4 separate regions of the Mus musculus genome follow, and regions 2, 3 and 4 are each linked to region 1. A link is a contact called in public HiCAR-type, HiChIP or PLAC-seq and promoter capture Hi-C data. All regions are on one chromosome and are shown on one strand. The core of a region is the stretch at or near the end of the contact, and the rest is flanking DNA. Distances in the headings are between cores, read along the strand shown.

Region 1 (2,830 bases), core at 60-2,559:
AGGTCACCACAGCATGAGGAACTGAATCAGGTCACAGCATTAGGAAGTTTGAGAACCACTGATTTGGAGTGTATACAGCGTGTACGATGGCTTCACAGCCTGCCCGAGATACCTTGTAAGTGTGGATTACGGTTATTCAACTCAGAAGCAAGCACCTTTACTGGCTGAACCATTTTTGTTTGTGTGTCTGTCTGTTAGTTTTGTTTTTTCCAGACAGGGTTTTTATGGGTCTCCCTGGCTGTCCCAGAACTACCTCTGAAGGACATCTTACCTTGAAACTCTGGCATCTGCCTGCCCCTGCCTCCCAGTGTTGGTATAAAGGTGTGCGCCACCGTGCTGGGTTGAATGAGCCATCTTTTAGGCAAAGCCTGACCGTGTGTGCTTTTTCGAACAAACGCCTTCAGCGTCTCATGTTTTCCAGCACATCTTGTTTGCAGGGATCATCCATACAGGTAGTCGGAGAGGTCTCTGAGTCAGGGATTCAAAGTCATTCCTGGCTGGCCCCTTGGGTTTATTGCCTACAAATCTGCTCACTTGTCTTGCTCTTGAGAGTGTTGGGTGGTGAGAAAGTGTGATTGGGTGAGAAGACTGGTCACCATCTGCCCTCTGCTGGCCCGTGGTAGTATTAAGCGCACTGCCCACTCGCTAAAGTGTCTGATAGATGACTGAGCAGGTTTGCAATAGCACTGAGCGTATGAAGGTGGTCCGTTCTTAAAGGCGTTCAAGCTCGGTTGAAGCTGGGTGGTGTAACGGTGGTAGATCTCTTTGCGTGTACCACCGAGTTTTGATGTCAGTATGCAAAAACAAACAAGACTGACATTAACTGAGCAAATAAGACATTCCAACTGTGAGCATATAGGTAGTTAGACCTCGGCTAGAAAGGGGGTGTGGAGGATCAAGAAACGCTGTTCCCGGGATGGGAAATACAAGCGCCAAGCCCTCGACAAAGATATTCGTGTTCTCCGTCAAATCTTACAAGTAGCTTTCCTCTGGTATCCGTGGGAGATTCGCTCAAGGTCACAGAGGCAGGTAGTAAGGAACAGGACGTAGGTAGACGCGGTTCTAAAGTCCGTACGTCTTTCGTGCTCCTGTCGTGACAGCTGGTGTGGCCACGGGTGTGGCTGGGAACGAGTCAGAGCCCCGAAGTCTGTTGCTCCCCATAGGAAAAAGGGCGCCCTGGAGTGGGACCACGGGACGGGGGCGGGGTCTTCTCGAAGTGAAGGGTGGAGCCTGGACTGACCGGGAACAGTGAGAGCCGCACCTGGTTGGTGGAAGGAGTGGAGACCGGATCTCACCGGGTCTCAGAGAAAGCGGAAGTGCCGGGACCTGGACCCTTACCTGTGGAACCTCTGCGTACAGGTAGAGGCGGCGTTTCTGGGTCTCAGTGGTCCTCGGGAGGGAAGTTTCAACGTAGAAACCTAGCCCATAGGAAAACAAAATATGTTTTTCTTCCACTCTGTTCTATCTCATTTTCACGTCAAGGGACAGAGACCACAGGGAGCTAGGGAAAGAGTAGGGGAAGGCTGGCTTCACTTCCTGCCCCTTCCCCTGCGAGCTCCCTGGATAGCCAGGACTAGGAAGCTAGAGAGGAATGCCAGAACCTTTTAGAGAGGCTTCCCAAGACTGGCGGCGTGTCCTTGGTAATAAGAGTCCTCAGTTGCAAAGAGTGTCCCTGGCCCTTGTCTGGCCTGTCTTGCCTGTCAATGAGGGGAACTGAAGCGGCAGTTTCCCAATGCTGGGGAATTGTAACTTAGCGGTAGACCGCTTCCCTGGTATAAGGGCCCCTCCTTATACCCCTACTCTCTTTGGTGGCAGTTGGAAAGTCATCCCCACTCCATAACTCCCCCATCTCAATATCTGGGGTCCCAAGAGTCCAGAGGACCTTGGTTTGGCTTCCCTGTGGTAGAGACAAGCTAGCCCTAGAACTTTGAGGATATATCTAGCCTGGCTTGAACAAGGTACTCCACAAAGCCTGGAGTTCACCTTTCTATTTTGTAAATAGTGAGGTTCCCACTGGTCATGGTGTTGGGTGGCAGCCTACTGTGTCTAAACTGTTAACTGCAAGTAGAGACTGGCCTACTGCACAGCCCACAGCCTGAGTGAGTGTGGAAAAGTCACGATGCTGGTGTCTCTGCTAGATGTCACACACAGGCATAACACCTACTGTACAACAGGGCTGTATCCAAATTATCTCAGCGGGTACTCATCCCTGCCTGATACTATCTCCACTTAAAGAAGCTGGAACGAAGGCTCAGATAAATAGGGACTGGAGAGATGGCTCAGAGTTAAGAGCACTGGTTGCTCTTCTAGAGAACCCGGGTTCAATTCCCAGCAACCACATGGCAGCTCACATCTGTAATTCCAGTTCTGGGGTCTGACACCCTCACATAGACATAGATGCAGGCAAAGCACCAATGCACAGAAAAAAAATTAAAACAAAAATACTTAAAAAGAAAACCTCAGATAAATGAAGCATTTTGCCCTGGGAAGGGGCAAAGTATAGATTAGAACTCAGCCACTGTGGTGTTCTTACCCACAGTGCTTTGCTGCCATCAATAATCTGAGTCTCTAGTACTTAGCCTAAACAGTAGGACAGTCATGGAAGAAAAAAGTCAAAAAGGTTTCCTTAGGGGTGTTTGTGGGGTAGGGGTAGGATTTTACTTAGAGGTACCCGAAGCCCAAGAGAGTGGGAGTCTAGGTGAGATGAGTCTGACTTAAGGCCTATATTACAAGGGAAACTGAGAACCCGTGAATGAACCCGAATAATTCTGGTGACATCATCCCATGTAGCCACCTCTGCCATCCAGCTCCTTTTGCTTGGGTTAGTGAC
Region 2 (2,781 bases), core at 32-2,531, 2.6 Mb after region 1:
CACTAACTCATAAGAGCAGGGTTCGACAAACGGGCTCACGAGACAGGGGTTCTTAGTAAAATTGGCCTACATAAGTACATTCTGTGACGTTTGCAGACATTGCCCAAGGATATATTTCTTATAACTTCTCCCACTCTTTAGGGGCCAGCAACTGTATTTTTCAACTACTATCTCGGGGTCCACTTCTCAAAGGTAAATTATGACATTAATAACATTCATATTCTGGGACTGAAGAGGTGGCTCAGCTATTAAGAACACTGGCTGTTCTTCCAGAGGACTGGTGTTCAAATCCACATGGTGTCTAACAACTGTAACTCCAATTCCAGGGGATCTGACACCTCTTCTGGCCTCCGAGGGCACTAGACATGCATCTGGCACCCAGACATATTCATGCAGACAAAAACACCCATACACATACAAATAAATAAATATCTAATAAAATATTTTCCAGGGGAAGCATGGGTATGCTTAGGTAACCTTACCTAAGTTCCAAAGAACATTTAAAATCTCCTACAGGAGAGGCACAAGGGCTGTCTACAGACTCCTACCTGGCTACATATCCTAGGGTAATGGTGTCACCTAGGATCCCACCAATGGTACCCCTCCTCACCTGGGAAAGTCATGTCTACATAGCTAAGACACATGATTCCTTTAAAGAGCTTGAGTTGCTGCTTGCAGGACTGCTGAATCACGAGCCAGTCCCGTCCTGTATGAAGCCAGCCTTGAGTTTGAATCTCAGCTCCACCAGTTAGCAGCTCTATGACCTTGAGCAAGGTCACTTCTCCTCTGAGCCTCCCTTTCTTCCTCTGTAAATCAGGCCAAAGGGGTAGACCGCTGGAAAGCCCTTAGTGCCTGTGCCTGGGCAGAGAGAAAGTGCCGATGTGGTTAACAAATTACAATTCATCCCCTTCTGCTGTTGGAAACCCTTTAGGAAGGGGAACATCAGAAAATGGAGTTTCAAATAAAGCTATCTCCAGACACTACTTGTGAAAAAGGGTTAACAGACCTCTATACTGCCATTTATCTAAACTAAGAAGTGTTTCCGCAAGATTGAGAGGCACAAATGCGTAATTATGGTGAAGTCTTTGGCAGGTGACTGACCAACTGTGAGCGCTCTGGGGGGCTTGGCCCGGGTTTCTGCAACCTTCCCTCCCTAGGGCCCTCAGGGAGGACCTCCAGCTGGGAGGAGGAGGAAAGAGCCCCGGGATCCCCTTGCCCCTCCTCCTGCACCCAGTGAGTAATGACATCGCGGGGAGGGGGAGGAGGAAGAGGGGCAGGCTCGAAGAGGCCATGTGATGCTGGGCGCCAGCGAGCCGCTGCCGAGCCGCCTCCTTCCTCCTTCCTCGGATCGCGGGCTGTCATGGCGACCCCCAACAACCTGACCCCCACCAACTGCAGCTGGTGGCCCATCTCGGCACTGGAGAGCGATGCAGCCAAGCCGGTGGAGACCCCCGACGCGCCCGAGGCATCCAGCCCCGCCCATTGGCCCAAGGAGAGCCTGGTTCTGTACCACTGGACCCAGTCCTTCAGCTCGCAGAAGGTAGAGCGGGCGCGGGGTGCGGACAGGCGACTGGGAGGGGACCGGAGAGAGAGGCAGGTAGCACCGGGGGTCCCCGGAGGGAACTGTCCTGAGGGGCCGCAGAGCCCTGCCCCAATGCCAGGAGCATCTCCTTAGGCCTCGTTTCCTCCTGGGGACACCTGAACAGAGAGACAAAGGCCGGGGACAGACCTGCCCTGCCGGCAAGCGGCCTGATGGGGCTGAGCAGAGGAAGCCTCACTTTAGGCCAGCTTTCATCCCATCCACTGTTCCAGACACTCTCGGGCCACAGCTCTGAGGCCCTCGTTCTAGCAGGGGTCTTCTTCAGTCAGGGACTTAGGAAGTCTTTCCTCCCGCCGTCACCCTTTCTCAAGAGCTGAGAAGGAAGGAGTTAACCCATCCCCTCAGAGCAGCTGGCTTGCCCATCAGATTTGTTTTGCTCTTAAAGGCACAGACCGGCTTTGGCTCCTTAGACCACTTAGAACACTCCCCTCCTTTCTAGGGTAGGGGCAGTTGAAAGTACACCTTAGTACTGTCACCGGGGTTTCCGCTTTGTAGGAGTGAGATTAGGCTCTGCGCCCAATACCTGGTGGTTCTAAGGGACTCAGTCTCCCACCCTGCCTGGGTAGCAGTCCTGTCTGTAGCCAGTGGGTTCAGCACCATGGCCAGAGCCCAGAACTCGTTCTAAGGCATAGCTGTTTGTTACCTGACTACCCCAGCTCCCCACCGCCCTGTCCCATGCCTTCATTTTACACATGGGGGCCGGCAAGTATTGCTGAAGATAAATGCTTGGGAAAACAAAGACTTGGATTTGTGTTTTGGTCCAGGTTAAGTTTTATAACCTGAAAAATGGGATAGTGATAGAGGTAATAATAGCCACCAGGAACTTGAACCCCTCAGTAGAGTTTCTGGAGGGGCTGTTTAAGGGGTGACACAACAGTACTCCAGGCTGGCTCTACTCACACCCCACTGTGCCTTGAAATCACTTCATGATCCTGGCTAAGACACAGCCTGCCAGAATCTGCCCCAGATGGCTGTTAGTCTAGAGGCCCACCTAGGTGATACTGAGAAAGTTGGGCTACCTATCACTCTTTGGTCTCCCAATTTAGAGTCCTTGAGTCTGAGATTAGCCAGGGAGAGCCCAGTGGGAGAACCATCTTCTTCGCTGGCCCACTATGAAGCTTTGGATGCCTCGGTTTACCTCTCCAAAGGCTAAGCGCTCTGATCTGTAAAGTGGAATAAAC
Region 3 (2,888 bases), core at 209-2,708, 2.2 Mb before region 1:
TGCCTGAGAGCTGGATTTACATGTGTTTGTTACCACACCTGGTACTGGCACACATGCAGGGTACTGGTGTACACACAGGGTACTGGGGGCTGAGCCCAGAGTTTTGTGCCTGCTAGGCAAGCACTCTATCCACTGAGCTATATTTCCTTACTCAACCCACAGGGTTTTGCTCCTCCAAGAAAAGTAACTGAGTGTATTCAGCAAGTAGGAAATCAGGCAGGGTGTAGTGACCCTGCCTTTAATCCCAACATGTCTTTAATCCCAGCACTGAGGAGGTAGAGGTCACCGGATCTCTTGCTTTTAAATCCAGCATGATCCACATAGTGAGTTCTGAGCCAGTCAGGGCTGCTGAGTGAGACCCTGTCTTAAAAGAAAATAAAAAGGAAATCAGTACACTTGGTGTTGCTCCCGGCTTTACCGGTTCTATGGTTCTATCCCTGAGTGTTTCAAACAGGATTACGGGAGGATCCCTGAGACCTAAACTGTGAATCTTGTCTGCCTCCCCAGCTGCTTAGCCCTGGGTGCCTCTGGCTCTAATCTGGAGGCTGGGAAAGTGCAGGAACAAAGCCCTTTGTGGAGAAGAGAACCCCATTGTTCTAAAGTCAGCTTTCAGGGAATGCGGATTCCAGAGAATGTTTGGGATAGGGCTTTTCTCTTTGTCCACTTTCTCCCCTCTCCCTGGGGGGAGGAGCAATTTAAAGGAGCAACTTTCAAAATTAGATTAAACAGAGTTAAACCCATTGCCTTCGAGGGAAGGCACACACTGCAGGATCTTCTGCCCAGCAGCCGCCTAGGTTACATGACAGAAACCCAGGGCGTTTGGGTCTTGTTCTTAGCAGGAAACCTCAAGGAAGCAGCTGGGCCTAGATCTTCCGGGCACCTCAGCTGGTGAGAGTCATCAACCTAGGCATGACCACTTCCTTCCTCCTTCTCTTCACCTCCCCTCTTTCCAGAGCGAAAGAGTGACTGGACTCCACGTCACAGGCCATGGTCTATTGCCTTTTCTCAGGTAAAAGACCTATCTATATAGCCCCGTCCTCTAGATAAGGCCTGGCCAAGTTCCTGATGTTTGTGGAGCCTTCAGAATCAAGCTCAACGTGGGAGATTGACTTTCGGGCACTGAACTGACCCCATTCTCTGCTACTACAGGTAGGATATTATCCCTTTCTGGGCCTCACTGGGTCTATCTGTCAAATGGGAATAAAATACCACCCTGGCTTCCCCCCCTGTCTGTACTGGAGGTTAGAGGTGGGACACAGTCAAGGAGAACTATCCTGAAGCCTGACTGTGTCTCAGCTGCTTCCAAATTCCTGCAGCTCAGAAAAGGGGTCTTCATTTGGAGGGCGCTAAGATCTAGACCTTCTTGTTGCTCGGTGACAAGCCCCTTGGGGATGCGCGGGCCCACCCCTTTCCCCCGGGAGCTGAGGCTCCGCCTTAAGGGAGGAGTCAAGAGGCGGCACGGTGGCTCGCTACCCAGCCGAGCTGGCTCTGTCGCCGCACCACCAGCTGCGGCTCTGGGACCTGCGGATCGAGCCGGGGCCGGAGCCGCCCGGGGTAGGGCTCGAGAGAGCGGGTGAGTTGAGCGGCGCCGCATTCCTCTCTGCACTCTGCGGATCCGGCGGGCAGGTGTCTCGGGCCCTTCCAGTCTGGCTGGTGGAGAGGGGTGGCTCAGCCAAGGGAGGGTGGCTTAAGATAATTGGGGAGGGGGGCGGTGGCGGTGGAGTGTGCTGGAAAGGTGCAGTCTCCCACATCTCGCTATCGGATGGGGAGGCTGGTGTAGAGAGTGAATTGGCAGGGCTGCGATGGCTGGATTCTGGGGGGCGATGTGAGGTCCGTGGTCTGTCTGGGCTACTGTCTGCCAGGGTTACAAGGCTGGGTGATGAAACCACAGAACACCAGACGCCCTGGGCAAGCGGTCTACGAGCCCGGCATGGGGGCGCCGCCCCCTCGCGTGGCGGCGCTTGGTCTGGGCAGGCAGCGCGCTGAGAGCGCTGCTCCGGGGGTGGGAAAAGTCCCGGGGGCAGGCGTCCCTAAGGGCAAACCTGACCTAGTGCGGGATCTCCACCCCTAGAGAGTGTCGGTCGGTCCCGGTAGCCCCCGGCGGGGTGATTCCCCAGAAGGGATGCTCTCGGCCTCTTCGCCCGCCGCCTTGGGCGCGAGCTGCGGGTCCCGGCGCCCAGAGCGCTCCACTCCTCGCGAGTCCCGCGCATCCGTTCCCGCAGGGAGCAGCGCCCCCGAGCGCCCAAGACAGGCAGAAACGGCGCAGCCCTACCCCAGAGGTCAACTGAGGGGTCTCCCACAAGGTCACGCAGAGCACCCTGATCGCCCCGAGTGGGAGCGAGGAGCCGGAGGCTCTCCTACCCGCCTCCGTAGCGGATGCAGACTCTCTTCCTCTGCGCTCCCCTCCCAGCCCTGCCTCCAGCTTTACGGAAGATGTTGCTGATGCAGCTTCCAGCCCCGGGCGGATAATCGGGTCTAGGTGAGCTGTGACTACGGCCCTCTCTGCAACCCACTGGAGCGCCACCACTACTGGCCAGGCCTGGAAGCCTTTGCTCTCCTGGAATCAGAAGGGGGGGGGGGCAGAGATGAGGCTGCACAGAACGGAAAGCCGGTGCTTGTGCGCCCATGTGATTACACTGCTCATAAAGGGCTCCTGTTCTTGCTGTCAGAGGCGCCCACCAGCTCCTGGTTCCCGGGAGCACCAGGTGCGGCCTGTGAATCGCCCTCTGTAGAGGACCCGGAGCCCGATAGTGCCAGGCGCCGTTTCCCTCCAGGCTATCTGGGGAAGGGGCTGGCGGTCGCTCCAGGCCCTCGGGGGGTGGGGTGGGGGGACTTCTCTGTGCGCCTTATCCTGCCATTTCCTGCAGCCAGTAAGGTACCGGAGTAGA
Region 4 (2,839 bases), core at 221-2,720, 2.8 Mb after region 1:
CATGGGATACTCAGGGAGATCTGGTGACCTATCTCAATAAGGCAAAAATTAAACACGTACAAAAGTCCTTTGAAATCTTTAATCCAGACTGGACTGGAGGTGTAGCTGGAGGAGCTCTCAGAGATAAGCTTTGGACAAACAAGGTCCTGGGTGCAATCTTAAACACCCAGAATGACCAAAGAGATTGCCTAAAAAATAAAGGCATACAGTGGGTATCTGCATGATTTGGCTCCCTGATATTCTGTCCCCCTTTTTTGGCGTGGGATGGGAGATGGGGGTGGATAGTGGCAATTGGAGACTAAACCCACAGCCTCTAAAAACCTACCCATAAACTGTAATTTGCACCTCCCTGTTTTGAGACAGGGTCTCAAAACAAATAACAAATGATCTGCCATGGCCCTCCACAGCCTTTAATTTCGTACTCTTCTCTCATTCCACTCTGGTATCCTAACCCCCTACTGGGTAAAAACTGAATTAACAATATATGCAAGGAGTTTCTAGATATGAACACCTGGATAGGATATTTTCAAATTATGGTTTTAAACCAGGAGGAGAAAAATATACAAGATATCTTCGACATTACTTCTGCCCTGAGACATGCCATTGACATGAGCAGAGCCTGAGTCCTTGGTTCATTACATCAGCTCGGGAAGGAGAAAACAATTAGGCACTGTGGTTCAAGCTACCAAGTTCCTCTGAGGCAGATTTGTTAGATTATTCCTTAGGTTAAAGAGATCCTAAAATTAACTTCTAAAAACGTTTTACCATTGACAAGGGGAATCGGACTAATTTCTTTACTTTATCCTCACAACAGTTCTGGAGGAGAGGAATGCTAGGGTGTTTAATTCGAAAATATTTAGGCCGCGGGGCTTCTAATTAAACGCCTTTTGCTCGCGACCTGCAGCAGGGCTGACTTAAAAGCCCCGCTCCCAACCCCACTCAGTAGCGCTGGCATATGCCGAACTATGAAGAAAAATGACTACAGTGGCCCTAAATTCCCTGACGCCATCCTCTAGCCACTCAGGAACCCGCGCCGTGGAACCTCGGCGTCGCCTGGCCGCGGGAACCCTGGGTCCGGAAGGCTGGCGGGGGCGGGGCGTCGAAATTGTAAACAATGGCGGTCCGGCCTCCCGCGACCCTCCGCCCACAGCGAGAGCCAGCCGAGCCGCCGCACCCCGACTCCGGGACGACGGCTACCGGGCCTGGACCCTGGGCCTGCCCGCTCCTCTCTGTTAGCCTCAGAGAGTGGAGGGTCCGCCTCGGGCGGCCCGACACCCACCCCCTGCGCGCCTCAGGCCCCGGACGGCCGAGGCCTCGGGACTCACCCAGCTGGCGAGGGAGAAGACGCCGAGGACGGCCCCCATGGTGACGCCGGGGCCGAGACCGACCGCTCCGAGCGGATCCTAACTGCTGACTGAGGCGTCGCCTCAGAAACGCGACGGATCCTCAAGCCGGAAACAGGGCCCGCCCTTCGCAGGACGCCCAGTTTACGTCATTGGGTGGCCCCGCCCACGGAGGGGGAGAAGGCGGAGCCTAAGACTGCTGGGGTGGCAGAGGACGTAGAGGGTTCGTGGCATACAACTCCGGGCTCGCTTGGGGCGCTGGTGGTCAGAGGCAACATAAAGGTGCAGAAAGACAGCATGTTCCCTACGAACTGCACTTATCCTCGGAAGAAGCTACATCCGAATTAAATAAAGATCCTACAGACTGTTAAGTCGTGGCTGGGCAGTACTTTGTGATTATTGAGAGATGGAATGTTGGCAAACTCAGAGGCAAACAGGCTATGTTGGGCCATTCAATAATCAGTTAGCATCTGTAATCCCAGAACTAAAGAGGATGAGGCTGGAGGATCAGGAGTTCAAAACTATCCTGTGCTACATAGAGTTTCAGACGAACAAAAAAGCCACTCTTCTTACCCCACACCCTACCGGAAACTTCTCCAGCCTTGTCTCCCCTTCCCCTTTCCCCCTTCCTCTTTTCCCCTGCCCCCCTTTCCCCCTGCCCCCTCCCTCCGCGGGGGTCAGTCTGCTGGCCAGGTTCAGCTCACTACTTTCCCTGTCCTAGACTCTTCCCGATGCCTCTGGCTGTACTCGTTCTCATATCTATAATAAAAATTTTCTCCTCAGCCATACCTTGGAGCAGTCATGTCCTCATTTTGTTGGGAACAAGCAAAAGAAACTTATGCTAAGTACTACCGTTTTCGTTTTCTAAATTCAAGGTCTCAGGCCCTGGGGGAGCTGGGGACTTTACCAACAGCTCAGCAACCTCGGTTGAAAACAATTGTCTGAGTCCAGATATTTCAGGGACAACTTCCCCTCCTTGAAGGCCGGGCCAAACAAGGTCCTGCTCCGAATGCCTACCCCACTTGTCCAAATGTTTTCTTGTCTGTTAACCAGTAAAGAATATAGAAACTACTGTTATCTGAGCCAACATGCATAAGTTATAAAAACCTATAACCATTGCCTGTTATGCACTAATTGACTACATGCAGCTCGCCCACTCCTCTGTTCCCTTATCATTCTAAAATTCCGGGCCAGAGTCCAGAAGACTTGACTCCAAGAGCTGAATTAATGACCTTGAAGCCAGGTGCCCAGGATACAGCCCAGTCTCCAATAGGTACCCATAATATCAAAATACAATTAGATAATACTGAGGCTCCCCACTACCCCCTGCTTTGGGTTCCCATCCCTTAAAAATGTACAGATCCCAGCCAGGCGGTGGTGGTGCACGCCTTTAATCCCAGCACTTGGGAGGCAGGGGCAGGAGGATTTCTGAGTTTGAGGCCAGCCTGGTCTACAGAGTGAGTTCCAGGACAGCCAGGGCTACACTGAGAAACCCT

The links. Promoter capture Hi-C pulls out the DNA fragments that hold promoters and counts their contacts. HiCAR-type assays count read pairs that join an accessible place to other places. HiChIP or PLAC-seq counts read pairs in DNA pulled down with a chosen protein or histone mark.
Region 2: a promoter capture Hi-C map of hippocampal neurons shows a contact between it and region 1, with 5 times the contacts expected there. The contact joins the promoter of Gdap1l1 here to the promoter of Lpin3 in region 1.
Region 3: an H3K4me3 HiChIP or PLAC-seq map of stem cell-derived neural progenitor cells shows a contact between it and region 1, with 6 times the contacts expected there. The contact joins the promoter of Ppp1r16b here to the promoter of Lpin3 in region 1. A contact is called at or near these places in 1 of 39 promoter capture datasets (pre-B cells), 1 of 484 Hi-C or Micro-C datasets (B cells), 6 of 115 datasets of contacts at active chromatin or transcription factors (astrocytes, double positive thymocytes, embryonic stem cells and 3 more) and 1 of 9 other capture datasets (adipose tissue).
Region 4: a contact with region 1 is called in a HiCAR-type map of astrocytes, with 3 times the contacts expected there. The contact joins the promoter of Serinc3 here to the promoter of Lpin3 in region 1. A contact is called at or near these places in 1 of 39 promoter capture datasets (cranial neural crest) and 1 of 115 datasets of contacts at active chromatin or transcription factors (astrocytes).

Annotation. Positions count from the first base shown.
Region 1 is chr2:160,886,859-160,889,688 of GRCm38.p6, forward strand. Lpin3 (lipin 3) reads left to right here and starts at 1,310. Exons shown (of 20, transcript NM_001199118.1): 1 at 1,310-1,359.
Region 2 is chr2:163,437,186-163,439,966 of GRCm38.p6, forward strand. It overlaps Gdap1l1 (ganglioside-induced differentiation-associated protein 1-like 1), which reads left to right and starts at 1,282. Exons shown (of 6, transcript NM_144891.2): 1 at 1,282-1,540. The coding sequence starts at 1,361.
Region 3 is chr2:158,665,677-158,668,564 of GRCm38.p6, forward strand. Ppp1r16b (protein phosphatase 1, regulatory subunit 16B) reads left to right here and starts at 1,459. Exons shown (of 11, transcript NM_001159662.1): 1 at 1,459-1,573.
Region 4 is chr2:163,643,673-163,646,511 of GRCm38.p6, forward strand. It overlaps Serinc3 (serine incorporator 3), which reads right to left and starts at 1,471. Exons shown (of 10, transcript NM_012032.4): 1 at 1,326-1,471. The coding sequence starts at 1,364. 0610039K10Rik (RIKEN cDNA 0610039K10 gene) reads left to right here and starts at 1,178. Exons shown (of 1, transcript NR_028113.1): 1 at 1,178-2,128.